Linked DNA regions of Mus musculus: region 2 is linked to region 1. A link is a contact called in public promoter capture Hi-C data. All regions are on one chromosome and are shown on one strand. The core of a region is the stretch at or near the end of the contact, and the rest is flanking DNA. Distances in the headings are between cores, read along the strand shown. Region 1 holds the start of Slc16a9 (solute carrier family 16 (monocarboxylic acid transporters), member 9). Region 2 holds the start of C730027H18Rik (RIKEN cDNA C730027H18 gene).

Evidence for each region. Promoter capture Hi-C pulls out the DNA fragments that hold promoters and counts their contacts.
Region 2: a contact with region 1 is called in a promoter capture Hi-C map of hippocampal neurons, with 3 times the contacts expected there. The contact joins the promoter of C730027H18Rik here to the promoter of Slc16a9 in region 1. A contact is called at or near these places in 4 of 39 promoter capture datasets (hippocampal neurons, liver, pre-B cells and 1 more) and 1 of 9 other capture datasets (liver).

The regions. Positions count from the first base shown.
Region 1 is chr10:70,242,611-70,247,693 of GRCm38.p6, reverse strand. It overlaps Slc16a9 (solute carrier family 16 (monocarboxylic acid transporters), member 9), which reads right to left and starts at 2,418. Exons shown (of 6, transcript NM_025807.3): 1 at 2,316-2,418.
Region 2 is chr10:71,179,986-71,185,068 of GRCm38.p6, reverse strand. C730027H18Rik (RIKEN cDNA C730027H18 gene) reads left to right here and starts at 3,029. Exons shown (of 8, transcript NR_038040.1): 1 at 3,029-3,066. Gm34328 (a long non-coding RNA gene) reads right to left here and starts at 3,712. Exons shown (of 3, transcript XR_380563.3): 1 at 3,490-3,712.

The sequences.
Region 1 (5,083 bases), core at 1,169-3,668:
TCCTGTCTCCTTAACCCCTCTTCTTCTTCACACAACAGCAGTCTATCTGTACAAGTTGGGGGAAGTTTTAATGAAGAAAAGGGCCACAAAAAAAAAGAGGGTTCAAAAGTGGAAGGAGGGAATAAAGATGGCAAATCTGATGGCGTCTATCTAAGCATTAGCCTCTTGGTCTAGTCCAACGGTTCCCAACGTGTGGGCCGCAACCCTTTGGGGTCCAACGGCCCTTTCACAGGGGTCGAATATCAGATATCCTACATATCCTTTATTTACGTTACGATCCTTAACAGCAAAACTACAGTTATGAAATAGAAATGAAAATAATTTTATGGCTGGGGGGAGGTTGTCACCACAACATGATGAACTGTATTAAAGGGTCACAGCATTAGGAAGGTTGAAAACCTTTGCTCTAGGCAGTGGCCAGCTGTACCTGAAGCCCAGGACCTGCTGGGACATTCAGACACCAGCCACTCCCCATTGTCATAGCTGGTATTGCAGAGCTAAGCAAAGAAAATACTGCCGAACAGTGGTGGCGCACGTCTTTGATCCCAACACTTGGGAGGCAGAGGCAGGTGGATTTCTGAGTTTGAGGCCAGTCTGGTTTACAAATTGAGTTCCAGGACAGCCAGGACTACGCAGAGAAACCCTGTCTCAAAAAGCAAAACAAAACAAAACAAAAAACAGAAGAAGAAGAAGAAGAAGAAGAAGAAGAAGAAGAAGAAGAAGAGGAGGAGGAGGAGGAGGAGGAGGAGGAGGAGGAGGAGGAGGAGGAGGAGGAGGAGGAGGAGGAAAGAAAGGAAGGGAGGGAGGAAGGAAGGAAGGAAGGGAGGGAGGGAGGGAGGGAGGAAGGAAGGAAGGAAGGAAGGTAGGAAGAAAGGAAGAAAAGAAAAGAAAAGAAAAGAAAAGAAAAGAAAAAAATCCAGTCCAGAGTTCCTAATTTCACTCTTTGCCATCTTACCACGACCCTGAGGAGGAGGAGGAGGAGGAGGAGGAGGAGGAGGAGGAGGAGGAGGAGGAAAGAAAGAAAGAAAGAAAGAAAGAAAGAAAGAAAGAAAGAAAGAAAGAAAGAGAGAGAGAAAAGAAAGAAAAAAAATTTAAAAATCCAGTCCAGAGTTCCTAATGTCACTCTTTGCCATCTTACCACGCCCCTGGCCCTTTCTATAGAACCTTCATTAGAGACGAGTAGGATCCCTGTCTCTCCACTTACCCAAACACAGAAGGATGGGAAGCAAGGAAACCTGCTCTTCGGACATCGGCGGTGCTGAATATACAAGTTATTGCCAGTTGGCAGGTGAAAAGATTTTATTGTCTAATTTCTATTTGCTAGTCGAGGGTGGTTAATGGGTACCGACACTACTCTCTGCGCTCACAAAGTGTTTAACGGAGGCTGTAACCAATCGGCACACCCTTTCTTTCTCCAACCTAGCTCACTCCGTCTGTTGCCTAAGAGTATCTGAGTGGCCTCTGCTCTGCTCTGCTCTGCTCTAGGTGAACATGCCAATCTGGGCAAGTCAAGATGTCTAACTATTACCACTGAGCTGTAGCCCATCAGATGGGCCCAATGAGGCAAGTAAGATATCAACATAAATAATATGTAAATAATATCTGTAGTGTAAACACTGCCTAAACTTTCCGGATCATTTGTGCTGCATAGACCTGACATTCCAAGAACGAAGTAAAATCCCGACCTGATTGATGGTCAAGTTCCATGGCTTGCTGTTTCCCCTGAAGCCTCTGTGCATGGCTAAAACCAAAGAAGGGTTCCCTAGGCGAACCAGAGCTGAGGCATGCGCACCAAAATCCTTCTAAGTTTTGTTCAGGTGGCGGAGGAGCCGCCTGGCCGTTAGGCTCCTACACCCTGTAGCGCAGCCCGGGTGCTGCCCTGCCCGGAACCCAGCAGGATCTGCCCGCAACGTGAGCTGCTGTCCTTGCAGTTTACCAAACCTATGCGCCCCAGCCTGGATTCTCCCCAGCACCTGAGCCCACCTCCTCGGGAGCGGCCTTCTGGGAAGTGAGGACCCACTTGGGTCACACGTAGAAGGTATCCCAGGAGACTCATCTGGTGACATCCGAGCTCTCATCTCCCCCATTCTCCCTGCAAAAGGCAACCCTACGAGTATTTTTGCAGAGGCAGTTACTCTTTCTAGAAGAGGGTGCAGAGTGCTCCGCGGCGCTCTCAGGACGCTTTCAGCCCGGGCAGACCAGAAGCCGGCCGGTAGCTGTGCACCCGCGGGTGACAGCACCGCCTCCTTTCGGTGCAGTTTGCAGGGTGAGGGGACAGCTCCCGCCGGGACCTTCCCAGTTCCTGGGGTTTTTACCTGAGTCCCGGCCTCGGCTGGGGCCGCGGGCGCAGCTCCGGCCGCAGCTGCTGATCCGGGCCCTGCGCTGGGCGAGCAGTCCCGCTGCGCGCAATATACGGCCGCCGCCCTCTGCCCTCGGGACACATGGAGTGCAGCCCGCCCGGCCGGCTCCACCTTCCCCACCCCCACCGCCCACCCCGGGAAGTCACTCCCGGGGTGGTCCCACTCTCAGATCTCCTCTGCAGGGGCACCCTGGCCAGTCTGAACCGGCTGAGACTGCACGCCCGCTGGGGGAAGGAAGAGGAGGCGGAGGAGGAGGAGATGGAGGCGGTGGAAAAGCCGGCGGTAGGGGCGCTGCGTCTACACCCGTAGCTTAAGGCCCGGCTAGGAGTGGGGGGAGGGCCGGACCCGAGTCCCCTTGGTCTCCCGAAGCTCTCCCGCATACCCCCCGCCAAGCACCGTGTGCATTTGCGAGGAGCCTGTGTGGAACTGAATACAAGGGTCGCCTGCTCTCCCTGGCTTCCCTGGGTCGCTGGGAGCCTCCTGGCCAGAGCTGTACTCGTGGGCAGAGATCCCAGAGGAAAGCGAACTAGAAACCTAGAACTTTGTGAAGTTGGTACTCTTTGGCAGTAGGGAGTATAAGATGCCAAGGGCTTTCCTTTGGGACAACTCCGCGGGAAAGGCGGGTGTCCAGGAGGTCGAAGAGGGAGGGAGAAGTTATGTGAAGACCGTCAGGTGTCTTGAAGTAGAACCAGGCTGTCACTAGCTGTGGTGCAAAGCAACTCACGCTGGAGCTACCTACCATGCATGGCTCTCTGCGCTGTCACCGAAGCCCACTGCAGAAAACTTTAGGGTTCCAGGGGCTAACGAATGTGTGGACACCGTTCGCTCCAGGGATATGTCTGCAATGTGGCGTGTGCTCACCCTCTGCCCCATTAACTTTCTGTCTGTTGAATTCTTGAAGAGAACTATGTCTATCTAACAGCGTGAGAATTCCCTTCATACCACGCAAAGCCTGCGTTCTTAGGCGGCAAGGACTACCTCCTGCAAAGTTAAGAGTTGAGCCACCTAGGTCTTTTCAGCTTATTTCCTTATCTATGATATTTTCAGAATCTTGCCTGCATCGTGGAGAGTGGGGGAGGGTTGAGAAGTCAGAAAAGGTACGGAATCTGGCCATGCCCACCACCCTGAGAAGTGGCTTTAGCGCTTCTCTCCAACACCCCCTTTCTATTCAGGTTATGGAGAAGTCCTCTCAAACATATTATTCTTGTCCCCGGAGAGAGCTTACTTGCCACCCCCAGCACCCAAGTATAACTAAGCATGACTGCAGCTGCTGTCAAAACCATAGCACCAAAGAGGTAGAGGCTACCCTTATTAGAAAGCTCCGGGTCTCACTTAGAGACCCTCTCTTCAAAACCAAGGTGGACTGTTGCTGAGAAACACACACACAGACACACACACACACACACACACTCAAAGTGGAAGAAAAATCAGAAAAATACTTAATAGTAACAGTAGCCCACTGTGGTGATTCACACCTATACCCAATTGAAGAGGCAGATCGCTGGGAGTTCAGGTCCATCCTGGGCTACATAATGAATTTTAGGCTAGCCTGGGCTACAGAGACCTCATCTGAAAAGAAACACTACCAATTAAAAACAATAACAAAACAGTGCCCATGGAAGGCAGGTAGTATCCAAACAAACAAAAACCTTATGGGAGGAAAAAGAAAGGAAAAGCTGTCAGCATCCTAAAAATGTGTTTGTGAAGAAGAAAGGGGCTCTGTATCCACTCCCGATGGTGGTCTCATTTAGAACGGATGACTTGTGTTCACTCACGGTATCTACAGCTGCCTGAAAACCTATCTCATCTCCCCCTCTGTGCTTCAGGAACAGGTACTTTGGAAAGCTTTCCTTGATCTGCATAGATTCCAGCTGCCAGAGTACATGCGGATGCCCTCACGTGCAGATCAAACAAGTTACTGTCTGTGAAACTGTTTGGGAAACCCTGCCTATTTGCATCCTCAGCTGTGTGAAATCAGCACAGGCTGTTTGTTCCCTTCTGCTCCCAGTGTCTCTTAACAGTAAGTGGGAGGGGCCTGTCTACTCAGGCCAGTTCATGCCCGTCCATACAGAATGAAGGAGTGTCCTTATGCAACGGCAAGGTTCCTGCTTTACTGTGAAACAGAACCCTGAGGGCTAGACTCAAGCAATGGCAAGGCCTGGCTTGTTCAATGAGTGAGGTGGCTACAAGGTTGCTCTAGCGCTTGGAGGCCAGCTCCAGGAATAAAGGGCATGCCACCTGGATGCCATTCGAAAGTTGCCACCTGCCCCCATCCCTTGAGGTCCTCTGTTTAGCCACTCTGTGGTGGAACAAGCAAGAGAGCCCAGTGATCTAGGCCAGCCCTGCCCTTGTATCTACAAATAGAATTTGACCCAGAGCAGCCCGAGGAGTCCCTCCCCCACCACACTGGGTCTGGAAGCGCAGAGAGACTGGAGGAAAGGAAACTAAAACCATCTCCTCCTCCTCGTGTCCCCAGTGTTTTCAGGGGACATGAAGAGCCAGGGACTGTAGACTCAGCTGGGGCTCTTGGCCCAGAGGTCAATATACTTTTAACCTGTCAGAGGGAGAGAACATGGCAGGCTGGTAATGAAGCTGAATTTAAATGAGCTTGCCCTGGCAAGAAAATAATTTGAAGCAAAGTTTTTGGAGGCATGCTCAAGAGGGCATATAGGCGATGCCCCAAACTGATGGGTTTGCTCTTTGCCTAATATTGCTACCACCAT
Region 2 (5,083 bases), core at 1,780-4,279, 940 kb before region 1:
GAAATAGCAAGTGTTTAAATGTTGCTTGAATATCTAATATGGACTGGATGCTGTGCCGGGTGTTGGAAATACTACAGAAAGCAAGAGATGAGTGTCTGCCTTTTGTGATCTATAGGCCCAGAGGTACAATCTGGAAACAAACCCAGAGCCAGACTCCAGAGCCCCTGGTCACATTGGGTGATATTTTAAAAATGTCCCATCTTGTAACCTTCATCACTTAAGATTTTGCACATGTCCCTGAAGAGCTCACTGAACATCTGGGGGCTTTAGCATCTGTGCTTTGCAGACACAAAGAGGGCTGGGGAAGTGGCTCAGTGGGTACCTGATGGCCAGGCAAGTGCAAGGACCTGAGGTTGGATCCCCAGACCACACATAAATCTGTAAGCAGTAACATGTCTGTAATCCCAAAATGCTTAGGGCGAGATGGAAGGCAGAGACTGGAGAATCACTGGAAGCTTGTGGGTTAGCCTGGTATATGCTGAATGTGTGGGCTAGCCTGGCATGTGCTAAGGGGAATAACAAGAGCCAGTGCCTCCAATATGATAGAAGATAAGATCAGAAACCTGAGGTTGTCCTCCGACATTGGTAGGTGTGCCTTGTACTCACACATTCGCACTCTTACATCACACACACATGCATGCATACATACACACACACACACACACACACAGACACAGATACATACACAGACATACACAGACACATAACAGACACATACATAGATACACAGAAACATACATAGATACACACACAAAGACACAGATAAACACACAGAGACACACACAGACACAGATACACACAGAGACATATACATAGATACACATACATAGATACAAACACACAGATACACACGGATACACACACACACAGACACACACACTGACACACAGAGAAAAATAAAAGACTATATATTCACCCATTATTTATTTATGTGGTATTTACTGAGAACTTGATACATCCCATTCTTAAAGCTCACCAAACCCACAGACTAGGAAGGTTTAGCCGGGAGTAAATTTCCATCTGTCAGTGACTCTTTCTGAATATTAACCCACTGACAGCAGGCAATTCTGGACATAGTCTCTGTCATTTCGCCAAACAAAGCTAGTGTATTCCTGCAAGCACTTGGTAACCCAGCCTGGGCCCCCTTCCCTCCCTCCCTCCCTCCCTTCCTCCCTCCCTCCCTCCCTCCTTTTTTCCTTGTATGAAGCTGCTACCTTCCCACCTGGGGAATGACCTCTTACACCAGCTGAATTAACAAGAGAGAGCAAGGCCACGTAGGTGAACACTGGAGTTGGAACAGTTAACAAATTCTCCTTCTGTAGCTGCCCCAAGTTACAAAATCTATATTTTCCAAATGAGAACTCTTCCTGTGTCAAGATTTTATTGAACGCAGTGGAGGTGTGAATACTGGATTATAGCCATCAGCGTATGGGGCAAACAGAAATCTGGCTCTATCCCCAACAGGGGCCAGGGCAAGAGGGAGAAAAAGAAAAAAATGCAAGATGTCATGACTATGCTTGACACGTTCAGATTAAGCAAAGGGAGAGAGGCCAGCTTGTTATCAGAGCAAACAGTGTTATCTGCTAGCCTGCATGGGAACGCCCAATATTAACCCACTAGGACCCCAGAAGATATTTCCTCATAGCTGGGGAATCGAATTCCTCTGGCAGCTGGTTTTCAAGGCAGGAATGTGGGTCTAGCCCCTTGCCTTGTTAGAGTGGAGATTGTGAGGAGTGTATTGTTTGGGGGGTGTCTATGGGACCCCAAAGGGAAGCAACCCACTGCTGGCACTGAGATTCTTTTTATTTGCTGTCTTATGATATTTGGGACCCATACAGGGTAACTATTTAAACTCATCTATATATGAACTGAACATATATACATAAATATATGTGTGTGTATATATATATATATATATATATATATATATATATATATATATATAATGTGTATATATGTCCATATATGTATTGTATATATGTATATATTATAAATGTATAAATGTATGTATGTATGTACATATGTTTGTGTATATATGCATATATGTAGATATGCATATATGTATATATAAATATGTATATAGTGTATATGAGTATATGTATATATGAGTATATGTGTACATGCATATATATGTAAATATGTATATGCACATATAAATATATGTATATATGTTTGTATGCATACATTTATATATGTATGTATACATTTATGTATGCATATATTACATATGTATATATGTGTATATAAGTATATACAAATGTGTATATGTAGACATGTATGTATAAATGCATAATACATATATGTATGTGTATATATGTATATGGAACTGAACAGAAAGTTCTTGAAATGCAGTGAAGATATGCTATCTCTCCCACCCCAAGTTTCCAGGTTATTATTTCAATATGTATACTTATTTATTTATTTTTTAAAATCATGAAAGGCGCACTAGTATCCACCTCTTAGGACTGGTGGAGTGATGAAATAAAGCCATGTGGGAAGAACTTCAGAAATTATAGTCATTGTTATCATTTCTATAGGAATTTCAGCCGATGCTTAACCCGCTGGTCTTATGTTTCTCTGGGGCACTAAAGCTTGAGATTAGGTACCACAAACACAAAAGCAAGTGATGAGTGAGGGAGACAGCTCAGTGGGCAAGCACTAGACACACAAAGGTAGGGGTGCAGAGACACTGTCTATAATCCCAGCCCTGTTATAGGAAACTGGAGACCAAGACAGGAAAATCTCAGAGCCCACAGGCCAGTTAGCCTGGAGAATGAGCACAAAACAGAGGGGCTTGCCTCAAGTGTTAGGGAGGTGAGGACTGATATCCAAGGTCATCCTTTGTTACATTCTATGGTATGCGTACACACACACACACACACACACACACACACACACACACACACACACACACAGAGTCATAAAAATAACAACAGCAAACTGGCCAAATCTGACCTCTGCCTGGCTTTTTATTAATAATTTATCAAAATCTAGTTATTTATTAATGTATTTTTCTAGTGGACGTGTCAGGGCTCAGAGATGTGACAGAGAATACCGGGCCTGAAGGTAAGTTTGCTAAACTTGATTGATACGACTATATTTTAATTTTTCTTTTACAGTAGTTTTGTATATAGCTATAATTCATTACTTCGGTTTCTTTCTATAACTCAAAAATGTACACACGAGACAGGACAACCTGAGACAGTTACAGCGTATCACCCATCATGAGAAGTGTCTTTTTCCAGAGAGAATATGAGAGGTTTCATTGTCTGGCAGCTGGTAACTGATTGGGCACCTCTTGGCGGACTTGCCAAGATGGCTGCTTCTTTAGCAAGATGGCTGATTGTTTGGCTTTTTGTCCCCTTTCTTTTGTGACAGTAACTAACTACTGTCTTTTCACCTCCTCTTTAGGGAGGACTCCCTTCTCCAGGGCTTTCTAGCTCCTAGACTTTCCATGTCCTCTTTCCCATATCCCACCTCTCTCCTCACCTGGTGTAGTGCTCCCAGAAGAAGCTCTGGCAGGCTCTGAGCTTCATCATACCAGGGGGGACCAGGGTGTCACAGAACCAGGAAATGCCAGCAGTCCTCTGTGGCCTTTGAAGTTCAGGCTTGGGAAACAGGGGAGGTTGGCAAATGTTTGCAAATCCCCAGGGAAACCTGGGGAAGCAGTTGGGGAAGAAGTCTGCCTTGTTCTAATTTTAAGTCAGCCTACCACTCTAGCTCATCATTCATTTCCCTCAAGTCTGTTTATAGTTAATTAATAATTAAAATTTATTGTACTTTGTGTGTTTATGTGCGCATGTGGAGGTCAGAGGGCATCCTCCAGTGCCATTCCTAAGGACCTTCCTAAGCTCTTCACTTATTTTTGTTCGATGAGGCACTTAATTAATTAATTTCCAATCTGTGATTAATTAATTTTGGTTTTGTTGAGACAAGGTTTCTCCTTGTAGCCCTGGTTGTCTTGGAACTCAGAGATCTCCCTGCTTCTGCCTCCCAAGTGCTGCATTAAAGGTGACACCACTCTACCTGGCTCAGTGACATCATGTATTTATAATTTATTTAACATTTTACAAGAAAAATAGGTTATATCTATGGCAGTATGGATAAACTCAAAAAGATTGTTTTGCCAAAGACAGGCTCAATGGAGCTGATACAGGAGAAAGACATTTATACAGAATATACAGGCTGACAATATAAATATGGAGAGTGGTGTCCTCCAGAGAGAGTTGACAGGCCATCAGGGAACAGTTAGACATGGTAGAAACACTCCTCTCTGATGTAGATATGTTTGTGTAGATTTATAATGTGTCAAGTCATGTCAAACTCATACTGTATGCTGCTTTCAAAATTGTATCCCGGTTTTTAAAACGCAGACTCAAAGATAGATGTTTCATGAAGTTATGGAAATGGGATGTTTTGGGGACGTTAGTCTTATCCTATGCATTCTGAAGTCTAAAGTGCCTTGTGCCCTCTGCATTAGTGGGACCTGGTTGAGCAGTCAGGAAAGCAGAGGCAGGCAAGGGTCTTTGTAAACTGGAGGCCAGCTTAGTCTAAATGGCAAGTTTCAGTTTTAAAGTAAAAAATGTCAATGTCTTTGAGCGAGTTTGGGCGCTCAATCTTCAAACACTGGAAGCCAATACCCTGCTGGTGATGGGTCCTACACACTTTCATAACAAGTTTCTCTTTATAATACAGGGTTTGGGGGGCTGGGGAGGCAGACCAGGATTCAGTTCCCAGCACCTACACAGTGGCTCTCAACCATCTGTAACTCCAGTACTGGGGTATCTGGCGCCCTCTTCTGGCCTCCATGGGCACTGCATGCACATGACACACACATACATACACACACACACACACACACACACACACACACACACACACACACAGTCCAGCGTCATAGATATTAAATAAAAATAAGCAAATCTAGAAATAAATACATACACACATACACATATACATGGTTGATTTATACTTTTTCCATTTCAAAATTACCTCATGTTTATGTGGCATAAGAATATTCTTCATTTTATGGTTTCTCAGCAAAAGTTGTCTTTCTGTCTACAGCATGCAGGCTTCACCATTG